Linked DNA regions of Delphinus delphis: region 1 is linked to region 2. The links are chromatin contacts, called in public Hi-C maps. All regions are on one chromosome and are shown on one strand. The core of a region is the stretch at or near the end of the contact, and the rest is flanking DNA. Distances in the headings are between cores, read along the strand shown.

Region 1 (6,559 bases), core at 1,671-4,170, 310 kb before region 2:
TTTCTTGTGAGAAAAATTCCTCTGAATCAGGGTTCTGGCGAATGACTAATAGAATAGATGGGAGCCTGATGAATAGAGTATCTATGTTGAGTTGAGGTTCCTCCCTCCAAATTCTAAAAGTAGGGGTTTCTGAACAAGACCAAAGCAACACAGATATATTTTCCTGCTCTGATCTCTGAAGGAATGGGAGATTCCTTCTCCCATTCAAGGCTAGTTCCTCTTCGTACTGCAGACCTCAGCCTCTCCTGTTTCCTAAGCGGCCTCTCTACACCAAATACCCCTTTCCTGAATCCTCATCCTTTCTATGAACTTGTTTCCTTTAGCAACATATTAAAATCTCCCCCACCCTGAAGCCCTAGGCCCTGCTCACTGTTTAAGACCTGTGTTCCATGCTAGAGATGGCCTTTCTTTGTTCTTCTTCATAGCCAAGCTTCTGAAAGAAAAGATGCTACCTGCATTCCCTACTTCCCTTTCCACCACAGTCCACAGAAGCTGCCCTTACTAAAGAAAAAAAACCTCTTTTTTTCCTAAACTCCGCAGAGCCTCTTTAGAGAGGCAGGATAGGGTAGTGGTAACAAGCACAGACTCAGAAGCCAGACTCCCAGTGTTTAAATCCCCATTCTGCCTCTTAACAGCTGCATGATTTTGCCCAAATTACTTATCCTCCTTGTACCTCATCTTCCTCATCTATAATATGGGGTTATTGTGAGAATTAAAGCACACAGTGTTGTTGGATGATTAAGTGAGCTAATACTATAAAGTGCCTATAACAGCACTTAGAACATAGTAATTCTCATGTAAACTTTATCCGATGTTCTTTGGTGCTATCTCATCTGATCTCGTTATTTGACATTGCTCTCAATAAACTTTTAATTGAACCTCTCCTCCCTTGGTTGCCATGACCCATTTTTTTCATTTTCCTAATTTTCTGGCTACTCTACCTTATTCTTTATCCTTGTCTCCAGGCTTCCTGTTTTGCTTCTCTCTATATGTAAAACTAAAATAAAATCATCCTTCTAAAGATTTTAAGGTTGGGGATAATTGAGCTACCCCATGAATGGATTCCCAGTTCTTACAAGATAAAGTCCATTAACTGAAATCACATTAAAACATCTCTGACCTATTTCCCATCTTCCATTCCAGTCCCATCTTCAACTCCTTGCTTCCATTCCTTCAAGCCTCACCTCATGCCCCACGTTCTACAGTCATTTCTGACCCTTTCTCAAACAAGTGCTCCTTCTCTCTGCTCCCACACTACCTTATGTAACTTCTACCTCCATCACACCACTTGCTCTCTCCATAGTAGGCTGTGAACCGTTAGAGGAATGGGACTGAGTCTTTCCTGCCTTTAAATTCCTAATACTCAGTATCGTGTCAGGTGAACTGGAAGTGCTCAATAAACATGTGTTGAGTGAATGAAACAATGAATAAAATGAGCTCTTTGCTTGGGTCAATGTATCTTTAAAGAAAAAGCTGAAGAGTTCAATTCAACAATTATTGAGACCTTCCTATACACAGTGTAGGAATCAGAACTCAGTACTTTTCCACTATACAGTCACCACTATTGATACAGCCCTATAAGTACAATGATGGCAACCACAGGCTCTGGTATGAATGTTCATATTTCAGCTTCACTAGTTACTAAATGTGTGATCTTGGGCAAGGTACTCAATCTCTTCCTGCACCAGTTTTCTCCTAAGATAAAAATAATAATAAATATCTCATAGAATTTTTTTAATTTAATTTTATTTTTTTATATATCAGGTTCTTATGAGTTATCCATTTTATACATATTAGTGCATATATGTCAATCCCAATCACCCAATTCATCACTCATAGAATTTTTGTTACAAGTTAAAGGGATAATATGTGTAAAATGATGAGAACAATGTCTGGAACATATCACATACTCTAAAGTTATTAAAAATTATTTCAAATATTAAGAAGGCTCTGGATAGAATATTTGGGCCTTACTTGGAAGTTTTCATTAAAAACAAACATGAAACTAAGCTGCAACTCCTCTGGGGAAGAATTCCAGAGTTAGGAACATGATTAGTGAATCTTGAATAAACGACTGTTATGACCCTGATGATGCTCTCACCACTCTCTAAACTCAGTATTTTTCTCCCAATCCAAGTTCTTAGTCTCATTACCCAGCCCTTTGTCCTCTATATTCCTAGTACTAATCTTTCTCCTTTGATGTCTGAGGGATTTTAGGAAACTTTTTTTTCACTGAACAATTGAGCAAGGGGAGATGTAGATATAGGTATATTTACTTCTCTCTGAAGGAAATCTCATTTCTGCTCCAACCCAAACATAGGTGATTACTTAAGTTGATTCCAGCCCATAAACAATCAGGAAGGCCTGGGAAACCTCCTACAATCAGAGCAGTCCTATCCTCCTCTGCAGTTTTCTCTACCCACACAAAGCCAACACTACCCCCCCTTTAAAGCATTTCATTCATCTCTCTGGCCACATCTTGGGTGGCGGAGCGCTTCCACCGTGTTTTGGTATCCACCATTTCTTCCAGCTCCTTTGGGGTGTTTTCCACAGGGTCGGTGGCATCCATCTCTTCTGACGCTACTCCTGCCTCGAGTCCTCTTTTAACAGCCTTCAGGAAAGAGAACATAAGTCGGAAACGGTAAGATAAACAGGGTTGCTTCTTCTTAGACAAGGTGGTAGTGGGGTCCTCTCGTCACCCCCAGACGTCAGTAGCATCGGAAAGGATCCCTAAATAAAGTCCTCGACCGCTCCGCCCCGAAACACCAAGGGCCCCGGAGCGCAGGCGCCCCAGAGCCCCGCCCCCGGTCCAGAGGCTCGGCCCCTATTGGCCCAGAGGCCGGGGGTGGACTGCCCCAGTGGCTGAACAGGGGGTGATCATGTGATTCTCGGGGGCGGGGCTGCGCCGGCCGCTTCCCAGCCAGGCTGAAAGGGCTCGGGTAGCCGGCCTTGTCGGCCCTTAAAGAGCCCCCTGGATGGCCTGGCCTCAACTGCCCTCGCCGAGCCACGCAAAGGGGTCTGCTTCTGGTTCTCGTCGGCCTCCCAGGTTGGCTTTCCTTCTTTTCCCGAAGGTGGGCCCTTAGGTTTACCGCCAGGAGCCTGCGGCCGCCGGGAAACCCAAACCCGAGTGTCCGGAGAGTAACCGGAAGTGCCGTCCCAGGCGGAGGGGCGGCGCCGGCTGCTGCCGTGGTAAGCGCGGCCCGCGGGGCCTGGGAGGGGCATGGCCTGCGGGGCCCAGGGATCGGGGGAGGGGTTCTGCGGGACCCGAGAACCCCTCGGCCTCCGCCTGGTAGGAGCAGCCTCTGGTCCTCGCAACAGAGCAGGGTCTGGGACCCCCCCCCCCCCCCCGTGACGGCGACTGAAAGGAGGTCAATGAAAAGTTGAAGGAAGAGAAGCTTAGTACTATCGTTCCTGGAGATAATAGTAAACACTGCCAGGCACTTTTCTAAGTGATCTAAGTGTATCTTTCACTTTGGGGGGAAAAAAAAAAACAAGGACGTTGAATGTTCTCCACCCACCGCCCACCCCTATCTTTAAGGCAGAGATTGGTCATGTTGCATCGAATCTGTATGCAGAAAAATCTGGTTTATTTAATCATTCCATAACCATTTTTGGAAACCGGCATTATATATAGCTTTGTATCATATGCACTTATCAACTGCATCTTGAGGTTTATAGTGGTAGAAGAATGGGTCATTGATCTCAGAAGTTGAGGTAAAAATTGAAACAAGTAGAACAGGACTCAGGGCTTTATTATGAAGTTAAGGTTAGTCATTACCCAGAAGGATTCTCGGTGTTTTGTCTAGAGCTGTTTGGGAAGGAACTGATGGCTACCAGTGGCAGGTGCTTCTTGCAGGAGAAAATAGAATGTAAGGAAAGGTGGGAAGAGGTAAGTTACGGTTGAAAGATACTGACCAGACTGGGGAGTAAATGGAACCAATTTTTAGATGTTCAAGCCTCAGAAAAGTTATAAATTTCACAAAAATTATAAATTTCTACATTATTGATTTTTTTTCCTCTAGGAGAGGGAAGAATTGAGTGTTGTGAATAGTTATGGACTAGAGACCTTTTGGAGCCAAAAGGAAGATAGTCTTGAGTCTTTGTTGTTATGGTAAGTAACATACCAGGCTGTATGTTTCTATATAAACAGTGGATTTTTGAGGCCGGAGGAGAGGGAAACTGGGGGAGACGAGGAGCAATGGGAGAAGATACATGGAAAGAAGATACATGACCCTTTCTTAGCTCCTGAGATAGCAGAGTGCTAAAACCAGTGCTGTCCTACCAATTTAAGTGTATTTTCTACTCCTTTTCAACAGGCTTATTCACAATAGGCTTTTAGTAATTCCTTTGTGATTGGTTTGCAGCCCCCAAAAGGCAGTATGCCCAATGCTTAAGCAGGCCCTGGAGTCAGAAGATAGAGGTTTAGATACTGGCTCTGCTGCTTACTAGCTGTGAGCTCTTTAGTTAGTTAACTGCCCTGAGCATGAGGTTTTCTATCTGTAAGGCACAAACATTGGTATTCATACCTATTTTACAATCTTGGGAAGATTAAATGAGATAATCCATGTAATTAATGAAAAATAAATGAGGTAATCCCTAGCCTGGGACCTGATACAGTAAGCATTATCTAGTTTTTTAGATAACACCTTATCAACTTTATCTGCCTGTCACGTACATACTTTAACTATAAGGGTAGCCTTGAGCTTTGAAGTTCTGTACTCAGCCTGTCTGCCTATTCTGTGCACTCTGACCCTAGCCATGGAAGAGAGAACCAGTCTTTTCCTAGGAAGAGGTAAGAGAAACCTCTTAGCGAAGGGTACCCTGAAGCTAAGACTTGAAGTATATATTTGGGTTTGCCAGATGCACCAGCCAGGGCTACTAGCCTAGCCTGTTATATTGATGCTGAGGCTTAGAGGATGATGGCTCTTTTTTGGTTCTGATATTCATTCATATTTTTCATTCATTCAACAAATGTATTCTAGACGCTAGGAATATTGCAGTGAACAAAAGACTAAGTCCTAACCCTAATGGAAGTTATATTCTAGTAGGAGAGAGAAACAAGTTAACAAATATAAGATATGTACCACAAAGTTGGATGATGATAAGTGCTATGAAGAGAAATATTGTAAAACAGGCTAAGGGGACATAGCTATTTTAGATGAAGTAGTCAGGGTGTGCCTCTTTTTAAGGAAATAATTTTCAGTCAGAGACTTGATCAAATAAAGGAGCAAGCTACTTGGGGGAAGGGCATTCTAGGCAGAAGGAGCAAGTGTAAAGATTCTGATGTATTGTGTGAGGCTGAAGGTAGGGGGAGGTACCGCATTATGTAGCGCAGTGAAAACTTTAGGTTTTATTCTTAGAGTGGTAGGAAGCAGTTATAGTATTTTGAACTGGGGAAGTGTCATGGACTACTTTAAATTTTGACAGCCAGACTGTATTTTATTTTCTAGGTGCTGACCTCTAAAAGTCTTCCTTATTTTTAATTTTTTCCTTATTTTTAATTTTTTTCCTTGGTGCCCTACAGTTGATTGGCTATTTAGGGCAAATATGATACCCTCGGCTGATAAAATTAGGGAATATTTTAATTCATTTAACAGGCTATGACCATGCTCAGAATCATTTATTTCCACTCTACTCTCTCTCCTTTTGACCTTAACAGTAATACGCATTTTAAAAGACAAAACTCCCATACAGCCACCATCTTAGAGTAGCTATTTGTCTGTATGGATGCATATCTTTACTTAGTTGTGATTCTAAAGTTTTCCTTTTCCTCCTAGCATTTCTCCATAAATGTTTTTCTGTTTTTTGCTTAATCTTCGTATTAATCATTAACTGATTATTATTTATTATTTAGTTAACTATTTTAAATGGTTTTGAACAAGGCTTTGCATAAGAGACAGGCACAGAGGATGAGCTCAAGAAATGTTAGTGTTTTTGTGACTGTGAAGATGGAATTAAGAAAATAATAGAACCTACCATTTATTGAGCATCTGTTGAGATCCAGGCATCGAGCCATGTCCTTTATTGACAGTGTCTCAGTTCCCATGGCAACTCTTTAAGACATGTAATGATATCTTACTTATTTTATCGAAATTGAAGTTTGAAGCTGAAGAAAGTAACTTACCCAAGTTCTCATAGCTACAAAAAGCACAGTGGGAATTTGAGCCAAAATCTGATTCCAGAGTTTGAACATTCAGCTTTAACTATCACAATATACTAACTCTCAGCTCCCATGTTCTTTTTTTTTTTAATATATATATATTTTTTTAATTTATTTATTTTTGGCTGCATCGGGTCTTCGTTGCTGCACGCTGGCCTTCTCCAGCTGCAGCGAGCGTGGTCTGCTCTTCATTGTGGTGCGCAGACTTCTCATTGCGGTGGCTTCTCCTGTTGCGGAGCACAGGCTCTAGGCGTGCAGGCTTCAGTGGTTGTGGCACGTGGGCTCAGTAGTTGTGGCTCGCAGGCTCTAGAGCACAGGCTCAGTAGTGGCGCACGGACCCATGTCCCCTGCATTGGCAGGCGGACTGTTAACCACTGCGCCACCAGGGAAGCCCTCAGC
Region 2 (6,310 bases), core at 370-2,869:
TTCAGATTGTGCTACACAGGCTGAAAAACGTTAACTCTAAAACGTGTGGAGATGTTGGAGGTTCAAATATTAGGGTGTGACCTTTAAATCACAAACCTGCTTGTATTAGGAAACGCTTAGGGTCGGAGTTAAAGCATCTTTTCCGCTTTAAACAGTTGTTTGTTTTCACTTAGTTTGTAATTTAGCGTTCTTAAAGATCCTCATAAAATAAATTTATACTGTTAATCTTATTTTGGGCCTTGGTATTGGGGGCGACTTCGAACAAAGCCCATTGCAAAACTACGTAATTAATGCAGTCACACATACAAACATGTTCTATATCCTGTCTGAATTCATTTGTATAATCGGGCCACAGAAAAAAAAAATTAATTGTATCCTATATGGAAAACGACTAAATACAATGGTTTCAATTTGTACAGAATCAGCCACAGCCCTGCTTTGCTTGGATAAGGTGGCCACTGTTTCCCTCTGAGGCTGGAGTTGGGATAGTGCAGGAAAATTCTTCACTTGCTGGACAAGGCAGTGAGCTACTTCTCTGTGTCCAGCAGTGGACTGACCCCAGACTATCACCGCAAAGAGAAAGGAGGAACAACTGGCTTCATCCCGCCCAGAAGCCAGCCGACCTCCCGGCACTACTCCAACCTGTGTAGAAGCGGCTCGGCCACTCTGCGCCTTTGTTCCTCGGGCCCATTAGCGCCTGGATTGCATCGGATTAAAAAGTTAACCAATGAAGGTTTTCCCTTAAGTTCCGGGTACCGGTATGAAACCCCTTGTTTTGGCCAATAGGAAAACAGCCTTGTAACACCACCCTCCGCAATTAAACAGTGGTTTCTTCGCCACACTGAGAACCAGCCAATGAAAGCTTGTCCCCAAAGAGCCTTCATTTGCATAGCTCTCTGTTGTGTGGGTGATACTGTGAACTTTTGTGCCATGGATGCCTCCAGCCGTCCACTTAAGGACAGTTCTAATATTTCCAGATGCATAAAATAGGCACATTTCTCTCATGGGTCCAACCTTATACATCACTTCGCGTTTCACCGTTTGTGAAAGCCTACTTTCTTCATAAAGACCCAAGTTTAACACCTTAGTGAAGCGCAAGGCCCTAAGTATTTAGTTACATAGCTGCCGTGTTAATGCAGCTTCCGACCATACTTCGCATGTTAAATTAGCTCTGACATTTGGCTTTCACACACCTCCGCAACGTCCAACAGCCCTTCAGCGAGTTTGTGGGCGGCCCTGAAAAGGGCCTTTTTGGTTTTTTTAGAAGATGTCGAAGTCTGTCTCGGCCGATGCCGTGATCAACCACCGAAGCCGTAAAGGGTGCGGCCCTGGCGTTTGAGTGCGTAAACCACGTCCATGGCGGTGACAGTCTTCCGCTTGGCGTGCTCGGTGTAGGTAACAGCGTCCCGAATCACGTTCTCCAAAAACACTTTCAACACCCCGCGAGTCTCCTCGTAAATTAGCCCAGAAATGCGCTTGACACCACCACGGCGAGCCAGGCGACGAATAGCTGGCTTGGTGATGCCCTGGATGTTGTCCCGTAAGACCTTGCGGTGACGCTTAGCGCCGCCTTTGCCGAGGCCCTTACCACCCTTTCCGCGACCAGACATGGCTGCTGTCACAGTAACTTTTTGAACTTAGCACTGCTCTTTAAATAGCATTCTTGCGGACCTGATTGAAAACGAGAGCCCTGGTGGCTTTTCCACATTAGGTCATCAAGGGGTGGGGCAAGGAGGGGCTTATTAACATTTCAATGTTTTGATTGGTCGGAATACCTAGCTCTTCGTCTGGCGGGCCGTAATGTGAGGTGGCCTTCAATCAGCTGAAGAGCTTTAGTTTCTCTTTTGCCCTGCACTATTTTTCTTCCGTGCGCGTTTGCAAGTTGAGTATATTCAGCTCAAGGACACGGAGCAAAGAGCTTCACTCCACATTTCCTTTTGGTAACTTGGTAACTAATGTTAGATAATGGTTCCTTGGGGAAGGTAAAAATAATGTGTAAAGGAAGATAGAGTTATAGGTCAAGGGACTTTCCCTTTCAGTCCTTTTAATGTTTCAGTTTTAAAGGACGCATTTTGATGGGGCGAAATATAAGCCTGGCCATGAAGAGGCTCTCGTCCTAAAAGACCTGTGTTTGGAAAGACAAAAAGGTAGACAAACGACTGCAAATTAAAACTTCTTCCTTTTCTTCTCTTCCTCAATTCAAACACGTACTGGGTGACTCCTTTTTCTGCAAACGCACGTGAGAGAAGGAATTTAAAACTAGGCTTGGGTAATCAGTTACCTCTGGACCCTCTTCCTGGCCTGCGCCTGATTGGCCTGCATTTCCTAAAAGCTCCTTTCCTTCTTTCATTAATCCTTTCTCAACCTTCTCTAGTTTTAGAGACAAGAACATACGTTTGTTTTGTAGAGTCCAGGATTAATAGTAAGATAGGGCTAATACTTGATTAAGGTCATTACAAAGCCTACAGGGCCCTCCCCTGGGAGGCCTATGATGAGATTATGGGTGTTTTGAACAGGTTAATCCCATTTTTGTTTTCATTCTTTTTTTAAAAAAAGCCGAATAGAACAGAACTGGATCTGAATATGGTTTGAAGAGAAGGATTTCTCAAATCAAAAAGTTTCTCTGGCTTCCTGACAACTTTAAAAAATTTCCACAGTAAGAGTCACTCTAGTTAAATTGAAAAAAAAAAAAAGACACCCCTCCCCCCCATCCTGGTTAATAAATAAATGTCTGTTGGAGAGATTTAGAATGAGATTATGGTCTGAGAGAGACCTCATATAATAACCTCAGACTTAGGTAAAAAGGGAGAAGAGGCCCAAAGATGGAGACAAAAGACCCAGGAGAGGGCAGGAAAGCTCTGGATGACATATGGTTTGTATCACTTCTGAAATAATTAGATGGTTATATTCTTCTGCCCCAAAGTGAGTGTTTTTAGGCTCCTGACTTTCACTACCCTTTCCCACCACAAACATGCACCTTATAAGCAGAGACTTAGCTAGGAAGAAATGCCATTCATTACAGAGGAAAAGTGCAAGGTCAGCGTTCACAGGTAAACATGAAATCTCAACATGCTTTTTAATTCATGAAAATAAATTTAAAATAATGTGTATGACATGGTTCTTTTTTTCTTATTCCCTTCTCCTAATTTCTTCTTTTCTAATTTTTTCTCAATGACATGGACTCAAAAATCATGAATGTCAAAACAGGAATATTTAAGAGGTATACAATTATAGATTTATATTAAAAATGGATTCTTCCACTCTAGGAAGAGTTCAGGTTTTCCTTGGTCCTGTAGCTTGGGAAAGGGTGGGTCACCCTAGAACTCTCATTCTCAGAGTGAACCTGGCTTCACAGAGCCCCATTCATGTGAGTGAGGCTCTTCAAATAAAAACCCTGCAAACAAGTTGTGGCTAAATGGACACATGAAATATTCACACAAATAAAACTGTGATGTTAAACAAAAGTCTTCTAAAAATATAAAATGCCCAGAACCACTCTCCACAAACTAACTCAATCAGAATATCACCGTTGAGGAATATATATATATATATGGAATATATGTACACATATCATCCCATGGAATATATATGTATTCAAAAGACAATTCCGATACTTAGCCAGGGTTGAAAACTACCAGAATATACCAACACTTTTCAGGGTACAGTTGTACTTTAGGAAAAAGAAATCCCAGGGTAGAAATACTTTTGAGCAATATTATAGTTGCAGAAATACATAAGTACAATCTCGCCCCACTTAGCCTGACAGGGATTTATAACATGACAGTAGTTACTCTGGGCATTTGGGGACACCAATCCTGGTCTGGGGCAGACAGCTCTTCTGACCCCTGGCTGATTTATCTCCTTCCCATCTAAGTCTTAAATGCATTTCTCTTTTTCAGCCACCTAATCTTTACTTTGGTATGATCTATTTTCTTATTCATTTTTCCTGAATTAAACTGTCATTCCCACTGGCATGTTTTTGCTTCCATAACATACATATACTGTGTCTCTCCATATTTTTCTCATTTCCTCTCCTTATCCTTCTAGGAAAACGTTCCTGCTTTTTCTCCTTATTTTATTTTATTTTTTAATTTTGGCTGTGCCATGCAGCTTGCGCGATCTCAGTTCCCCATCCAGGGATTGAACCCGGGCCACAGCAGTGAAAGTGCTGAATCCTGACCACTAGGCCACCAGGGAACTCCCTGCTTTTTCTCTTTAGTTCAAACTCTTTTACTAAAAGTTTTTGGCACTTGCACTTTCTAGGCCTGCTGTCCTTGTGTGGGTTTTCTCCCTTAAATATTCGTAATACATTTTGACCTACTGAAGAAAATGTTATTTGGAAAGAGAATTTCTAACAGTATCCTTTCTTAAACATTTGCTTCAAATTTTTTATAAACATGTTTGTAGTTAAATTTGATTCTCAAAGTTCCATTGAATACTTCCTTAATCACACACACAAAGCCCAAAGAAAGGATTTTGCATTTGTTTTAATGGTGAAAACTGAACACAAAAGTACGCAAAGCAAAGATCATTAACTGTTACATCCATGTTTAAAACAGGTGCTTTCTTGCACACATAGTGAAGCTCCTTTGGCAGTATCCAAGTTGCTTGCTGACTATCTTATGAAAATGCCATTGTGGTCACTCTGTTTACAGAATAAGATCCAGGATATTTCATCAACTCATAGGGTAACGTTAACTGACAAGACTTTCACTGAAGTTTATGCAAATATTGGTATTATCCTCACCTCCCCCTCCACACACAAATGCACTGAAGGCTCCAAAATTCTATTTTAGAATCTTTGGGTCAAAAGCCAGAATTTTTTTTTTTACTTAATTACTTTATTTACAATACTTTCTATGCAAATCTGGTGAAAAATGATTCACAGGCGCTTCAATGCTACCTATCCCATAATACCTCCCTGAATGATAAATAGAATTAATAAAAATGTGAATTTGATAGTTAGAATTTTGTGTGTGAACAGAAAAAAGAATTCCCAAATGTTTCAAATATTTATGAAATAATTATAGAGTATATTCTGAAACGTTAAAACAGGTTCTCTCCTCACTCAGGAAATAATCAGAGGTGCTGCCACTAGGCAGCAGAATGGATACTCAAAGGAGCATCCTAAAAAGATGGAACAATGCCAACCACACGTTTTCTTGATTCAGAGAGAGGGATTGTGTAGTGGCTATGAAGATGAGCCAGGCTAGCTGGGAAAAAAATCAATACAATCATTTTCCAGCTGTGTAACCTTCAGCAAGTTAACCAACCTCTCTGTGCCTTGGTTTCCATACAGCAAAATAAGGGTAGCAGTATAACAAGAGTTTCTACCTCACAGGATTCTTCTGAAGAATTAAATTAATATTTAGAGCAGGGCCTGGCATCTAGTAAGTACTTGATAATTATTAGCTGAAAAAAAAATTAGTTTTAGAAAATATTTAAGCCTAAGAAGACTTTTCTGAGAATGAAAATTCATTCAGCCAAGAAATAGAAGCTACAGAAGCATCTGCTTAAAACACATCATATGTATCTCTCACACATGAGTAAACACCTTAGAGAATTACTCAGAATCAGCATATGTGAGATACCAGCATGCATGCCAGGCCAAGTAACAAATGCACGCAGGATGTCAAGGCAACCCAGGCTTTTTAATCAAATTGTCACATGAAATGATTTAATATTGTATTAATATTCTTCATGTTAATCACTGATTCCAAAAGGGAGAAGAAAATATGATGACCCAAAGTCCACAGAAAGAAATCAAAATTAAAAATATCACTCCACGCATATGAAAATCTTCCATGATTAAAGTCATGCATTTTAAAATTCTAGTTATTATTAGAGTGTGTAACTTATAAGAAACTTGCAGCATTTTAGAGAAGGTCTTTTGTTTTTAAGTGTGTGTGTGTACCTGAAGAATGTATCAAGTACACGGTACTCTAAGACTATATTATTATAACTGAAGCCGAAGTTTTGCCTGTACCGCCCAGCAGCCTTAACCAACTGCTGGCAGGTTGCCTCAAAGATCAGCAGGTTTGTTCGTTTTCCTTCTGTTCTGTTCCCAGTTCAGGTAGCTCAACAGCGCCCTGCGATTCCAGAGATTCAAATAGCTGGTGAATAGTTTCAGCTTTGCTCTCAAATTTTCAGGGGCTTTTCTCCGAAAGTGATCCCCAGCGCCCCACCCCTTGTTTACTCTTTTCCCCTGAGGAACCCCCTCCCCCCACCCCATAGTCGAAAGACCACTGTGACATTTTTGGCCACAAGATGGCGCGCTTCTCCTTACTACCACCCTTGTAAGTGGTTTTTC

Evidence for each region. Hi-C and Micro-C count contacts between places; a contact is called where the count stands out from the background.
Region 1: a Hi-C map of lung shows a contact between it and region 2, with 4 times the contacts expected there. The contact joins the promoter of ZNF322 here to the promoter of LOC132432753 in region 2. A contact is called at or near these places in 2 of 3 Hi-C or Micro-C datasets (lung and muscle).

The regions. Positions count from the first base shown.
Region 1 is chr10:21,168,567-21,175,125 of mDelDel1.2, reverse strand. It overlaps ZNF322 (zinc finger protein 322), which reads left to right and starts at 2,920. Exons shown (of 2, transcript XM_060023438.1): 1 at 2,920-3,046.
Region 2 is chr10:20,861,563-20,867,872 of mDelDel1.2, reverse strand. LOC132432753 (histone H4) reads right to left here and starts at 1,619. Exons shown (of 1, transcript XM_060023504.1): 1 at 1,224-1,619. The coding sequence starts at 1,610. The coding sequence ends at 1,299.